3 separate regions of the Mus musculus genome follow, and regions 2 and 3 are each linked to region 1. Evidence: chromatin contacts called from public promoter capture Hi-C data. All regions are on one chromosome and are shown on one strand. The core of a region is the stretch at or near the end of the contact, and the rest is flanking DNA. Distances in the headings are between cores, read along the strand shown. Region 1 holds the start of Apmap (adipocyte plasma membrane associated protein). Region 2 overlaps Nsfl1c (NSFL1 (p97) cofactor (p47)). Region 3 holds the start of Syndig1 (synapse differentiation inducing 1).

Region 1 (4,975 bases), core at 1,812-4,311:
ACCCTCTACAAGAGCAAATGTGCTTAACCATTTAGTTCTCTCTCTGGGCCCTTCTTTCCACTTTCTAGTCATTTGCTGTCCCCTTTAGATGGTTCATCATTCATCAGTGGACCCTGAAGCCTACCCTTGCTTATCACCCCTTGGTCACCAACCTCAGGACCCCTCAAGTCCTCCTACTTTGTCTCTTGCCCTTCTCTATCCTCCCAGCTCTTCATCTGGAATCTTACTTATCCAGAGTTGGTGCACATGCTCCGCTGGTTTACTCCTATGTCAGCACAGCTTTCCCTGAAGGTCTCAGGATACCTAGCCTGTCCTTTGTGCCACTCCTTTATAACAGTCATCTATGTTTTCTATCTTCCCTCCCCATTTACAACCATGAATATAGACACATCTGAGGACCTTTGTTTTGTAACAACCCTTAGGACCTGACAGGCATTTGGGAAGTATCTGTATAAAGAATTGAATCAGTATGGGATTAGAGGGTAAAGCTTAAGACTAAATTCAGGTTTGTTTCTATTTTGTCTAATTTACCACATTGGGAGATGACTGCATAATATCATGTGCTTCTTTTTCCATGCTGGGATGGCCCCATTTTTGTTGTGATAAATGTCGTCTGTGTAGACGAGCGTTTCAGCGAAAGTGAGCTGCATCGTAAGTCCCAGGATGTGTAGTAGTCTCACCCAGTGGTTCCCAGTCAAGGGCCCTTTTGTCCCTTGCAGGACATTTGGGCAATGTTTCAAGATATTAAAAAAATATTATTTGTTTCTAATCTCTTGTCATTATAATAAATACTGAGGCAATCAATTTATAGAAGGTTTACGGTGACTCAGGATTGTAAAGGCTTTAACCTATGATCAGTTGGCTGCTTTGGGTCTGTGGTGGTACATTATGGTGGGGGTATGTGGTGAGCAATTGCTACTCCAATGTGGAGAAATGGGAAAAGTAAAAGAGAAAAGGGATTAACTCCCATACCCTCATCAAAGGCATGCCTCCAGTGTCCCAGTAGGGCCAACTCCTTACAAATGCCATTACCTTCCAGTATCACCCATGCTGAGGACCAAATTTTTCACAAATTTTTGGTGTTCCAGATTAACTTTAGCACTAAACTAGGTGGGGTGCTACTGACATTTAAAGGGTAAAGGCCCCAGGGGTGGTGCAAAATATCCTATACTCATGACAACTGCCACTTTACCTCTACAACAAAGGATTATCTCGCCCCAAATGTTATCAGTGCTGAGGTTGGGAAACCTGAGCTAACCTTGCATGGCAGTCCCATTTCTCTTTGTGCAAACAGTTGGTACAATGAGACAGTAATGCTGATTGGCTGCAGGGCTGGAGGGTGATGTGGGACAAGAGAGCACTAAGACCACATACAACAAGCAGAATGGACTTTACCGTGACTTGCAAACAGAAAACCCCTAAGTCATATTGCATAACACAAATGATCGAAGCTCAGCCTATTCTAACCCCAGCTTATTCAGACTCATGTGCTTCAAGATAAGGCCATGAGTGTATCTCCCAGCAATTCCCTGTGGACTTATTTGTTTTAGAGATATGGCCACTGGCTCTTCCAGACACTTTCCTAGTTTACAAACTCTAACCGATCCGTTCCAAGACCATTTCTAACTTTAGCCCTGAATTTCATGAACAGTCTTCCATAACTGAGGAGCTCACAGGTCGTCTGGTGAATTCCTTTTATGTAGGAAGTTCAGTGTATTCAACTCTTTTTTATTCTTCGTGTGTGTGTTCCGGGTTGTTTTGGCCCATGTGTTTCACACTGGGCATAGGATACGCATAATCCATGTAACAGGCACTGGATGTAACTGGCTACTTGTGACAGCTCAGGAATGTTCACAGAGCCTCCCACAGACGGGGATACTCTGGAGAGTTAATGAGAGATTTTCAGCAATGACTCTTGAGATGGATTCTGGATGATAAAAGTGGTTTAGGTGGAGGTAGAAAAAAAAACGTATCACAAGGAAACAAGGAGTAACATGACAAAGTCAGAGACATGCAATCAGAAGGGGAAGCCATTCAGGTCTCCAGGTAGGCGCCAGACCCACACAGCAGTTGTTACAATTACCCACGATATTATCTTTATAATGTCTGTCTTCAATGATGGAATCAAGTACCATGTTGCCAAGCCTTGGATTATATATAACCTGAGATCCCTACAGAACTGTGTTAAGAAATCTCCACTTCCCTCAAGCGAGAGGAAAAAGAACATTGAGGTGGCATTCTATCGCCATCTAGTGCCGAAAAGATAATGGCATGTTTGCTTCTGTAAAATCCCAAGTGAGGTACAAAATCCAGCACCTATATCCTAGAGATCCTTCCCAATGCCCTACTTGGTTATTGCTGCCTGAAATTCTCCTGTCCGCCCTTTCTCTTCCAATCCTACCCCCACATTCCTTCACCGGCTAAATGCTTCCACTAGACCAAGTTTCTCTCTTTAAAATCACCACTGTATTAAAATTTACATGTATTGAAGTCATGGCTCTCATTAGTTCCAGAAAGGAGGGATTTGCCTGCAGTCTGCTCACTTCACCTCCTGGAGTATGTCCGACTCGCTGTAATACCGTGGAAGCACTACCTGGTGGTTGCTTCATGATTCCTAAAGTTTTGCTATTAGCAGTCTTTTCTACTTGGGCCTGTCTTTAGGTAACTCCCTTTAGAAAATTTATCAAATGTCTATTGTATAACCACTTGACGATCTAGCAGTCAAAATCTGATCTTAACCAAAAGGACACATTTTGAACTTTAGCGGAATCTTTTCAGAAAAGATAACAGTTCAGGCGGGGATTACTGCATTGAACACATTTCGTTAAGAATCAGTGGCATCTTCTCTTTGCAAGCTTGTTACTGCAGACTTCACCGCCCAGCACTCGGACTTGAGGAAGACCCGCTACAGCCTCACTATCCAGACTCGGCTCACTGAGGGAGGGACCCCCTCACCATTTGCCTGCAGCTGTAGGCTGGGGCCAGGGGGTGGAGCCTTACTGCTGTGCCAATCTCCAAAAGGGGGCGGGGCCTGCATTGCAGCTCCGGCGCTAAGTTTACGTCATTTCCTCGCGCCAGGGAGTAGTTCTGAAACCCGCGTTGCTGAGTGTCAAGGCGCTGTTGGAGGTGTCAGTGGAGAGGCGGCAGAATGAGCGAAGCGGACGGGCTGCGGCAGCGTCGGCCCCTGCGGCCGCAGGTCGTCACGGACGATGGCCAGGTCCCGGAGGTCAAGGAGGGCAGGTAGGCAGGACCTGGGCTGGGATCATCCCACGGGAGAGAACCCTCCTCATTATCCCGGCTTGGACCCAGGAGCCGGGTTCGGGCTGACAGGACAATCTGCGGGGCGAGGCCTTGCGTGGACCTGGTTGTCCTCCCTCACGCTGCTGTGGACCTTTTCTGTCCCTTCTTGCCACCCAGCCGCTGGAGCCAACGCCTTTTGCCTTTCTTTAGTTGCACGCATCTTCCCGACTTGTCCTTGTTGGAACCTCTGATACTCCTGGGACAGCCACCTGACCACTGCCGTCAGCCGATTCTTTCGCGTTCCTTGTTATTCACTTTCCTTAAAGAGAAGTCAGAAAAGATGCTGGGTTTCCTTTCTGCGAAGGTCCTCCTCCTGCATCTATTGACGCCGCGCAGTCTGTACTCCTCAGCGTGGAGTAGAGAACCGACTGACATTGTTGGCAGTGTTTCTGAGAATTCGGCCTTGCAGGTTTTTGTAATAGGGACAGTAGTTACTGACAGTAAATCCTTAAAAAGAAAAATTTTTTTTGGGCCCCAGTCTTTCTGACTTTCAAAATGCACTATTAGCCCACATATGAAGCATGCTCCTTAAACCGTACTAGAAGACATTTAAAATTGACTTTTCAACTTGGTGACCAGAATTTTGTACTTTGAATATCTAGATCAGCCTCAAAGTTGTGGAATTAACTTATATGATAGAAATATTAGAAATATTTCTTTGGTCACCAGCAATGTGATGAAGGGATGTGGTGCATACTAGATGAGAGACAGTTTTTGCTTCTGATGATCGGTTTGACTAATGGTAATAAGATAAACATACAAACATGTTTTGGCTTTGGAAAGAGGAGTTTGTAAAAGAACAGGAAGGTACTAACTAGTATGGATCTTGATTAGGGAGACCAGCCATCCTAGGTAGCCTTGAGATCTCATTAACTAGGACTCACCTTGCTAAATGTGGGTAGATTATGACAAATTGCTCACCCTGCTTGTTGTGGGTATTGCTAATTAATTGCTAATGGTTGGTGAGTCTTTTAATGGATAAGCAAGGAGTGGCCAAACCTAACTGCAGGAACTAGGAGAACTAGGAAAGGGTGGAGCTGTGGAGAGCCCTATCTGGGCACTTGGAGAAGAAAAGTGTTTTGAAGCCTGGGTACCCGGGGACTCTTGATAGATTGGCCTGATATTTAGAACAGCTTCTGTGATACTTGTGACCCACAGGCAAAGGGGCATATTTATCTTTTTTTTTTAAGGTTCTCTGTTGGATTTCTTCCTTAATGACTACAAATTAGACACCAAACTGTCTCTTTCCATCTGATCTTTTCCAATGTCTTACATTTGTGCTTACACTGTTTTGACTTTGCCATTTGTAAACATATTTGCTGTTTGTCAACATGTTTGTTATTTTATCTTTAGTGATCTGTAATGGTTGGGTTTTTTTGTTTGTTTGTTTGTTTGTTTTTTGTTTTTTGAGACAGGGTTTCCCTGTATAGCCCTGGCTGTCCTGGAACTCACTTTGTAGACCAGGCTGGCCTCGAACTCAGAAATTCGCCTGCCTCTGCCTCCCAAGTGCTGGGACTAAAGGCATGCACCACCACCGCCCGGTGAAATGGCTGCTTTTAAAGTGAGTTATAGCCACCTTTCTATACTTACAGTGATAACATTCCTGTTTGTCGTTTTCAGCAGTTCTCCTGTATTTTTTTTCTTGTAGTCATCTCTAATAGTTTGTCCAACTATC
Region 2 (4,975 bases), core at 1,585-4,084, 900 kb before region 1:
AACAATGAAAAAAGAAGAATGTATTCATTTAGAGGTATAGGTTCACTGTGTCAGGGTCCTGGTCGCAGGAGAGGTGAAAGGCAGGAAGGGCCCGATGGCTTCCAGAAATAAGAAGCCCAGGTGCTCTGAAAGCCTATCCAAAAACAGAGGGCTCTTTGGGTTTTGGTCCAGGGTCCTGGGAGCACGTGCCTATACGCCCTTGGACAAGGCCAAATAAATTCCTGTCTGGCTGCTTGCTTTTTCCCCATTCCTCAATCCAAGGTCAGGCTTCCACACAGGCTTCTCAGTCCCTAGAGTAGTTAGTTCCCTAGAGTCCAGGCCAGCTGTCTATGGGCTATCCTGTACCCTTGGGAGGCTCTGTAGAGTCCTGGGGTCCAGACCTTCCTAGGCACCGAGTTCTCTCTGTGCCTACAACATCTCTCTCATACTAGGTTTGTGTGAGGCAAAGGCCTAGCTATCACTGACACCACCTCCAAATTCTCTAGCTGTCTCTAGGAGACCCCACTTCTTGGCCAAGGGGAAAGGAAATCTTGTTCCCCTTCCTTGGAGACCTAAAGCCTTTCAGCAACTTTGAAGAAAACTCTTCAATAAGTTGGCCTTGTTGTGGGATGAGAAATATCACATAACCCTTTCAATCTCTTTGCAAGCCCTGTGTGTGGACAGTACCTTACCTTGGGCTGTAGGGATGCTTGACCCTCTTTTGTCTAAGGGACCCAGTTTCTTCGTAGTCTCACAAGGTCACACTAAGCACCCCATTATAGTCTGTTCAGCTGGAACTCTCCTTGAGTCATGAAGGGTCTGCTCAGGGTAGAGAGGGCATGAGGATAAATGTATATGATGATCCTTGGTTTCAGTCTTAGTTCTGTTAGTATTACAGATAAGCCCTTGAGAAGGTTTCACCTCTCCAATTCTGTGCATCTACAGTTACTTATTGTATAAGGTACCTGATATTTATAAGGCACAGTTTCTCCCTGGATAAATATAATCAAAGCACTTGCCTCCTAAGTATTCAATTAAGGAGGTCATGCCTGCCCAAGTGCTCACACTAAGGGCTCAATAGATGGCAACTATACTCATTAGAAAGTTCTTCCTAGAGTCGAACATTTCACAGATCTCTTTAGTCCCCTCAGTGTAGGGACCACGATAATTTCTCTACTGAATGAGATACACAAAACTACAGAAGCTTAAGTGACTGCTTTAAGGTCATACCTAGCAGAAAATGGAACCTAAACTCAAAGCCAAATCTGCCTGTCTACACCACCTGTCTGCTAGATCTGGCTCTTATGGGAAAGTTTCTTCCCCCAACCCTAACTCTCTGCAGCTGTCTCTGCCTACTTCCCACCCTCACCCTTTCTCTCTAGGGTCTCTTTACACAGCGCTAGCTGTCTTGGAACTCACAATAGATTGCTCTGCCTCTGAGTACTGAGATTAAAGGCATGTACTACCATGTCCAGTGGCTTCCTCTTTTTCAAAAAAACCAATCTCCAGGCATCCTTTACCACCCAACTCTCAGGTGCTCTCTTCTAGACTCCTCCATACTCCCTTGCCATCACTGCCACCTCTGTCCTTTGGGCCTTTTTCACAGCAGAACAACCATGAAGTCTGGCTTTGCAGTACAACAGTGAATGGTTCAAATGTAGTTCTGCCCATTTTTCCATTGGAGGTAAAGTACAAAGTTAGTGTGAAAATAATGGCAGTAGCTGGCATTCTTTGTGGTAGCTCAAGTCCTGGCAACAACCTCAGGTTCTCAGTAGGCAGTAACTGGTAAGCCAGGTGCTGAAACATTCTCTTCACAGCATGTCTCACCTCCTAAGTTCATCTGGTTTTAGTCTGCATTTTTTTTTTAAACCATCTGCACAGAATGAAGCTAGAGTAACCAATGTTCTTTAAAAAGCTACCTCTCTGGCTGAGAGCCTACTGGGAAGATTGTGAGTGGGGGTGTATCCTTTACATAAGAATCTCAACTCCATTTCAATTTCATCTGCCCCACTACTGCTGAACATAGCCAGGTGTGGGTGAAGAATACCAAACACCCTGCCTTGGTAGAGGTTAGGCTCTAGTGAGGGCCAAAGTAAACACACACACAAATGGACAGTATATGTTGTATCAGGCAAGGAGCAAATAAACAGGCCAGAGAATGTCGGGGAGCTGATAGTAGTAGGCAGGAGCTGATCCTGCAAGGTCCCTTAGGAGTTTCCAGGCACAATCAAATGCACACAGGGCACTAGAGAATCAGGCCATAGCATATGGTTAATGTGGTGAAAGGAGCCCTCTGCTGGGTGAGACATGATGTTGGTTAAGGGCAGATCCATGGAATTACTGCTTACTCCACATGAGAGATGAAGGAAGCTGGCCAGGGAGCTAATGGCAAGTAGCACCTAGGTGGCATCGAGGGATAAAGGTACTGACACAGGGTCTACCAGGTTCCTTGGAGCAGCCACGAGGCCCAGCAGGTGCCAGAGAGGCTGCTGCCGTGTGGGGAAGGACTCAGTTCTCTTTAAGGGTGGCCACTGGGAGTCTGAGCATGCTCCAATGAGTATATGGGAAACACAAATTGGACTTGGAATAATTTGGGTGTATGCAGATCAAGGGTGGACCTGCGAGGAATGGGGATAGGAAGCAAGTGTGAAATCCCCAAATTATTAAAAATACCATATTGGGGGGAGGGGGGGGAGACAGAGCTACTGAGATTGATCATGTGCAAGATCTGGCTCAGACTGGGAACAGGTAAGATGCTTCGACCATGTGCTTTCTACCCTGCTTCTCAGGCTTGCTCTCTCTGAAAGGAGCTAGGAAGACAGTCAGACCATTAAAACAGAGCCACACCCATTTGTAAGAAGGAAGACCTTTTATTTGGGCCTGAGAAAGGGTCTCAGATAGTAGCTGTCTTGAATCTAGTGGTTAGAACAGAGCAGGTTAGAAAGAGGGAGCAGCAGGGGGCCTATGTTTGTACCAGTTGCTCTTAGTAAATTCCAAGTCACCCTGAAGAGTCTGGCGGAGAGGGGCATGCTCTATTGTATTGATGGCAGGAAACAGCTAGTGGTACTCTGGAAGGAACTGCGGCAGTATCATCTAAAGCCAAGAATGTGCTCAGTCCCTGCCTGCATGCTTCCTTCCTTCCTTCCATAATCATCTTCTAAGGAGGAAGAGATGTATATAACTCTACTTGTGAGTTGGTTGGTGTAGTAAGATCAAACATGTTTCTTTGAACAAGCTTGAACTGCACTTGTTAGAAAAGGCATCATGAAACCTGACATGGAGGTATAGTAACTTCCAGACCAGCCAGAGCAAACAGTGGGATCCTATCCCCCACAACAGGCATCATAATTAACTTACCTTTACTCTGGTGAATAAGAAGTACTCTTCCGACAGATCAAGACATGTCCAGGCATTGTAATGCATGCTAAGCACAGCCTACTTAGTTTCAAGTGATTCCCCTACTTGTCATGCAATGCTAGGATGATCCACAATGATGCAGTGGAGAACTGCCCTCAGTTCAACAGCCCTAGAGTATCTGATGAAAGCCCATCTGGGTGGACAGATGTTTCCACCTGAGCCTCCAGAACAGAAGCCTGAAGCTGGAAACAGCCTTCCTGGGCATGGAGCCCATTCTATGCAGTTCCTTTGGCTGTGGGCCAGGCACAGAACTGGGGCAAGTTCAAGCAGCTGCCATCCATATTTACTTCACAGGCAGGGGGAAAACCCAGGACCCTTTGCAAATCATTGAGGATGTAGGCAAAACCAGGTAGTGGAAGGGGCCTGAATTATGTAGGAAAGCCTGGGCATTAGAGCATGGTCCCAGGAACCTTGCCCATGCACCCTACCATTTGCCAAGTGTGACCTGGGCCCTGTGAAGTGCAGAAATAGAGGTGCTGCCAACTTCCTTCCAAGCAACTCAATATGCAGGACAAACTCTGTTGTCCTTGTTCTGTTTATAATGACCAATTTTGTTTTTCCAGATCTTTGGTTCCGGTGTAACCAATATGCCGGAGACGTTGCAACCCCAGGAGAACACTGTTTTCTAAGACCCTGTCTAAGGATGCTTCTTGGTAGCTCACAGTATCACATTGGCTCCTGGCTCTGGGCAGGGCAGGAAGCAGTACAGTAAAGGAGGCAGAAGAGGTTCTATCCAAGGTCCCTACTATCCTTTTTATGCCTTCAATGGTGGATGTCTTCACCAGGCTGGGATATGCCTGAAGCTGCTGCAAGTCAAAGGTCCGAAGGGCAGGGAACAAGTGTAAAACAGAACTTGCGTCCCAAAGCTACACGTTAACTATACATACCCAAATAAAATTGCTTCTCCACAGACTCTTGTGACCACCACTACAGTTAAAGGCACTCAAGATACATAAGACATTCATTCCCATATGTGTATCTGCTGCTAGCATTAGTGACATTTTCTGCTTTTTTCCTAGAAAAAGACACCTACCTGAACCCACTAAGGTTGTCATGTGCCACATCCAAAAGAAAACCCCTCTATTCTAGGAGGAATCCTCCACACAACCACCTGCAGCAGGAGGACCACAGCAGGAGATGATTATGTGTACACAGTGACTTTTACGCAGAGGATGAAAGCAAAGTCCCCTTACCACGCCCCAAGATAAGATTTTCTAGCAATCAATTACAGCTCCAGTGGGAATTTCTATATAACAGAATTGGTAGTATTTCTTCAAATTTTTGTGTTTTTTATTTTTTTTTCTTTAAAGTCCATTGATCATCACAAAAACCCAGGAAATACAACTAAAGAGAAAACAAATGTCCAACTGAAGTCTAAGAATCCAGAGCTACGGACGAGACGTGGCACTGGAAGGGCTAGGTGTGTACGGGGTGGGAGGAAATCCCCACGGGCATGGCCACAGTCATGGGAGACACTTAGGGAGGTGAGGCAACAGCTGGGCGGTTATGTTAACCGCTGCACGATGACAGCGTTGAGAAGGTTGGCTTCCTTCAGGGTTTGGTTCTCATCAGCCAGCTC
Region 3 (4,975 bases), core at 1,296-3,795, 780 kb after region 1:
AATCCAGAATGTAGCTCAGTGGTATAGCAATGTTTAGCATTTGTGGTGAGGCCCTGGGATCCAATCCAGCATAGAAACAAAACACACACGAATTATTATGATGGCCAGGCCAGCTTGCAATAAACTGCCATCATTCTCAGAGACAGGACCATGTGCAGACAGGTAAAGTCAGCTAGAAATTATTTTTTTTCTTTTTAAAGTTAAAATCAAAATGAAGCACTCACGAAAAACCCGTATGTAAACATATTACTTTTCTAGCTCATTTTAAAAATACAATTTAACAGCAATATAATTTATTATTTTAACCAATACATTTGCTTTGTTGGATACATTCATACATTCATAATTGTATAGGCTTACAGACACCAAATGATGCTATGATTTATTTGTATAATGTGGAATCACCGAATATTCCTCCCCTCAGTCATCCTTTTGGGAATAGATTTTGAAGTCTTTCCCAAACAAGGCCTCCAGGACTCTGAGAAACAAGGAGGAGGCGGCCAAGGCCAAGGGCATCTCTCTACCTTTCCATATCATTGAAGATTTCTGTAATAGGAAAGTTTGAAGTGCTTCCTTCCTGCTCCCTCTTCCCTGGTACCACAGTACCCTCTCTCACTGAAAAGGGGCAGCTAATTTACTATGAGTCCTCTCTGCAGGGGCAGGCAGTGGGGGCAGGGTGAGAAGGGCATCTGATCACTTACAGAGACAAGCTTGTCCCAGCAAAAGGCTAAAGTGTTCCTAGGTGCGAGAGAAGGAAGCAAAGAGGAAAGAAAGATGCTTTCTCACACATCCACAGGCCCCGCACCTGTGGTCTAAAACTTCGAAACGGCGGTCAAAGGCATGAGCAACTTCTCTGAAAATTCCCCTCAGCTTCTCCCCTCCTCCAAACAGACACCAGGCTACAGACACTTTTATCAGGACCCCCTTTCCCCTCTTTGAAACCACTTCTCTGCAAACACCCAAGCTGCAGACACCTTGACAAAGAAAAATCCACAGGCTCTGAGATATGTTAGGAGGTTGTTACCCCCTGCACCGTCCCCCCCTCCATCCCCCACACCGCTCAAGCTGCAGGTCTGCGCAGTTCGCAGCCTGATGGTTACCACCTCGCGGCTCTGCAGAAGAGGGCCCTAGAGATGCATGTCCCGCTGCCTGATTCTAAACAGAAAAACAGCCCCTAGGTATTTGTCAGACCCCTACGTCCCCCAAACAGCTAAACTGAGACCACTGTTTGCTGCACCAAAAACCCTGGTGAGACTATGAAAGACACAGGCAACCCAGTTCTTGCCCGCAGCGCAGAGGCGCCACCTCCACATCAAACACCGCAGGAGTGTGGTGCGCACCTTAAGTCTGAGGCACCGTGTGCCTGCGCTTCTGCTAGCAGAACACCCCACAGAAAATGAGGAATACCAGAAGACCCCTTCTTGTGGTCCTTTAGTAAAGCCAACCAACCCTTATCCTACTTGCCCAAAGCTCAACTGAAGGTTCCTCCACCACACCGCTAGGGTCCAACAAAACAGGCACATGCCCAAAGCCCTTCTTTCTTAAGAAAAGTGTCCAACTCCATGGATGCTCCACTCTCTCCAGTATTTACAGAGAGGACACGAATGAAGTGTAGAAATCACGCCCAGAGACAACAAAATTAGAATCTGAACCCTTTAATCGCATCTGCTTGCGCCCATCTCGGCGCCAGGACTGGCGGCTCCGAGGCTGCAGACTGTCGCGCTGCCAGGGACCGGACAGCTCATAAAAACCGGTCTCGTTTTGGATGGAGGTGAAGGGTTCTAGAAGTCCGGTCTTCCGCTCAGGTAACCGATTGTGCACCCACCCACCCCAATCCTGATGCTCTGGAACTCTACATTCTCTTTCCCCTCGGCCCTTTGCTTTCCTGTCCCATGTGGACCTCACTGACTGCCACCTCCGCGGATGCCTTTCTCGCCAGCCCCTCTTGGACTCAGCTAGGTAGCTCCAGGGACTGGTCGGTATCATCTAGGTGTTCCAGTACACCGGCCTGGCCCCCAGCAGCCTGGCTTTGCCGAACTCAAGACACAGACGCACTAGCTCTAACCGACGTCGCACAGCAGCCCCTTCACGCCGCCTGGGTACCCAAGGTGGCAAGGCGCCAAGTCGCACCCTGGGCCGGTATTACCAGTTCCTGTCCTCTCTGCATCTTCCCCGTCAGGCGCCATCTCCCCTCTCTCGGGGCGACACTGTGTCTCCCTAGTCCGGCCACTGCGACCCTTCAGGACTTACCGCGGCCGGCACACCATCACCGCCGCCTGGTCTGCGCGCTGCGAGGCGGAGCAGGACACCCGCCTGCGCCAGGGCATCCTCTCGCGCCCGCCACACCCGCCCACTCCGGTGGCCCGGGGTCCTCCCGCGCAGCTCTGGTGCTCGGGACTTACCTCCGGGACAAGGTGACCCGGCTGGTGCGCCCAGGCGGCCGCCCGCGCGTCTCGAGAGCCGGGAAGCGTGAGGGGCGCGGGGCGGTGCGGAGCCCGCCTCTGCTTCTGGGCTCGTGGCTCTCCGCCTCTGCCCTCCCCTGCGCGCAGCTTCCCCCGCCGCTCCCCTCCTTGGATCACTGCCAGCGCCCTGGGCTGCCCCGAGCACACAGTTCCCGAGAGCCGAACACAGGGCTGCGGCGCCACCCTTCCAGAACCCGGTCCTCTTGGCCCCTAGGAGCACAAAGGGCGCGGGCTGAACTAGGGGTGACCCGGGATGTGCCGTTCCACTCTTTGGTCTCGCGGAGCCTGGCGACTTGTGTGCAAGAGTATGCGGCCGCGGTCCCCGGGAGAAGGTGGCCGTGAGGAAGAGGAGGGGGAGAGAGAGCGGCAGCACACGAAGGTGGCCACTAACTTTGCTCCAGGCTAGCTGTGCCCTCGCCAGTGATAGCGGCTGGCGGGTGGCCGGGGGCTAGTGTCTGGAAACGTTGGGGCGACTGAGATGGGGGAAGGGGGACTGCCACTGGGAACTAGGAGGACAAGAATTAGCCGCCGACTGTGGAAACGGTGGCTTCCCTTGGTCCTAAAAGACCTCCCAGGCTCCAGGTCGACTTGAGGTTCAGAAGGTTTCTCTGGACACTGTAGGTTCAGAGAAAGACCCACGTCCTGACCAGCAGAAGGAATAAAGACAGAGACCAGCCTGAAATCGGTACTCTGGGACTCAAGCCTGTAGCTCGGACCAACACCATTGTAGGTGCACTGCGGGTGGCCCCATGGTAGTTGCTGTGGAAGGAAACTGGGCCGACGACGCCTTGGGGGTGGGGCAGAGTGGTGGCTTGGAGTAGGTCGAGGAGAGCCCTAGTAGAGCCGCCTACGAAGACAATCTACATTTCAAACGTTGGGGAAAATCATGCTCGAGTGGGCGTGTTTTCCTTACAGATTTTATAGAGAAGGAATTAGAAAATTCGCCAAAAAGAGGATCAAAAGTTGTCTTATCTGAATGACCCCCTTTCAAAACAAGGGAAAATTCACCTTGCTTCAGCTCTCCCAAACCCAAACTTTTTCTCCCTGGGGAGTCAACATTGCTAATTCCCTAGTGGTTCCTTGGATCTATAGCTATCTTGTATAGATTCCTGCCCCTTGCCTCAAAACCAAGATTTTGCCCCCAGAAACTGCCGCATCTAGCCAAGTAGAATTTGGAGTGTCAGAGTTGGAGGTAGCTCAAATCCTGCCTGGGAGCCCTGTGCAGCACTTGGCTTCTGGGGACCTTTAGCTGTACATAGAAAACAAAAAAATCAGATTTGGATGGCTTAGGAAGGAGGTTGAGCTGATTAGTGGACCCAGGTGTGTTCAGAGAAGCTCCTTGCTTGGGTTCATCTGAACGTCTTCTTTACATCTAAATATCACACTCATTCTCAACTTCTGCAGCAGCTAGGCACCTGGCTTTCTTCTACTGGTTGCTCTGAGCTCCAGGCAGCTCTTTTATCTGGGACAGCCTGAAAAGGACATTGTGAGTATCCCCCATTTAGTATCTCTTAAATTAACAGAAACTGTCAGCCTTACCTCTCTCTGTAAAACAGCTTATGGTCTCTGGTTCCTTCCTGAACAGAACATTCTCTGCTCTCCTGTGAACTGCTAGGCTGAGCATCCATTGTTAGAGCCATGCAGGATGCAGAATCAACACTGCTGTTTGTCTATTGAAGAGATGGAGACTTGAAAGGCTGAGAGAGTCTTGTCTCCCAAACTGCCGGGGTCACCTACAACTATAATTCATTCTCTGTGTCTAAGCCAAGCTATCTTGGTAGTCAGCCTTTAGGTTGCCTTAGAGGTTCACTTGGGTTTGCCAGAGCATCTGCTTGGTTTACAACTGCTAGAATTTTAAAGCGAGTTTTCCCCCCAAAATTGCAGTCAGGTAACTTGTCAAATGTAGGGTTAAGACTCACCATGGATCCCAACTGTCTCTGTGTTACCTCCAAATAGAACAATGGCCTCCAGGGTTGAGTCCCTGTGACCTGCCTCTATGTGTTAGATATTGCGAAAATTTTCCATGGATGATTTACTGGGTCTGCATAGGAACACAGGCATTTATTCACAGATGGACAGCATTTTCCAGCCTTTGGTTGTCTGGATAGGTAGGTAGATAGATAGATAGATAGATAGATAGATAGATAGATAGATAGATAGATAGTATGTGTGTTTCTGTGTGTGTGGTGTGCGTGTTTGAATTTCTGAGATAATGTCAAAGACTTATTTTTCTTAATCTACATTATCCACTTTGCCACTTAATATGTTACTTTCTAATTGTAGACTGGATGTTCGCCTCTCAGTTGAAGCTGGGATTTTTATTGTGTTTTAAAAGAAATTTACACTTCCTAGTTGAGAATCATGTATTAAGAGGGATCTCATCTATTACTGTTAGAGGATAGAATACCTCAGTTAATCTGGAATACAGCACACATGTGAGCCAGTTTTTCCTACATGCAAAGTCATAGTGGTTCAGAATGTGATTGTAGCGATTTTGATAAAATATAGCAGTG

What was found. Promoter capture Hi-C pulls out the DNA fragments that hold promoters and counts their contacts.
Region 2: a promoter capture Hi-C map of hippocampal neurons shows a contact between it and region 1, with 3 times the contacts expected there. The contact joins the enhancer-like site here to the promoter of Apmap in region 1. A contact is called at or near these places in 10 of 39 promoter capture datasets (the 3T3-L1 cell line, 3T3-L1-derived adipocytes, cranial neural crest and 5 more), 1 of 484 Hi-C or Micro-C datasets (myocytes), 3 of 115 datasets of contacts at active chromatin or transcription factors (astrocytes, embryonic forebrain and large pre-B cells) and 2 of 9 other capture datasets (adipose tissue and liver).
Region 3: a promoter capture Hi-C map of neural stem cells shows a contact between it and region 1. The contact joins the promoter of Syndig1 here to the promoter of Apmap in region 1. A contact is called at or near these places in 6 of 39 promoter capture datasets (cranial neural crest, hippocampal neurons, liver and 2 more).

What each region holds. Positions count from the first base shown.
Region 1 is chr2:150,606,653-150,611,627 of GRCm38.p6, reverse strand. Apmap (adipocyte plasma membrane associated protein) reads left to right here and starts at 3,061. Exons shown (of 9, transcript NM_027977.3): 1 at 3,061-3,240. The coding sequence starts at 3,149.
Region 2 is chr2:151,510,995-151,515,969 of GRCm38.p6, reverse strand. Nsfl1c (NSFL1 (p97) cofactor (p47)) reads right to left here. Exons shown (of 10, transcript NM_198326.3): 10 at 4,660-4,975. The coding sequence ends at 4,901. Among named protein-coding and RNA genes, the nearest start is that of Gm52533, 5.0 kb to the left of the region's middle. Within about 2 kb of position 2,834, at least 24 of the 459 cell types and tissues checked have an H3K27ac peak or open chromatin away from gene starts, as enhancers often do. A contact at or near this core is called in hippocampal neurons, where this site is marked.
Region 3 is chr2:149,828,353-149,833,327 of GRCm38.p6, reverse strand. It overlaps Syndig1 (synapse differentiation inducing 1), which reads right to left and starts at 2,545. Exons shown (of 4, transcript NM_001085521.2): 1 at 2,403-2,545.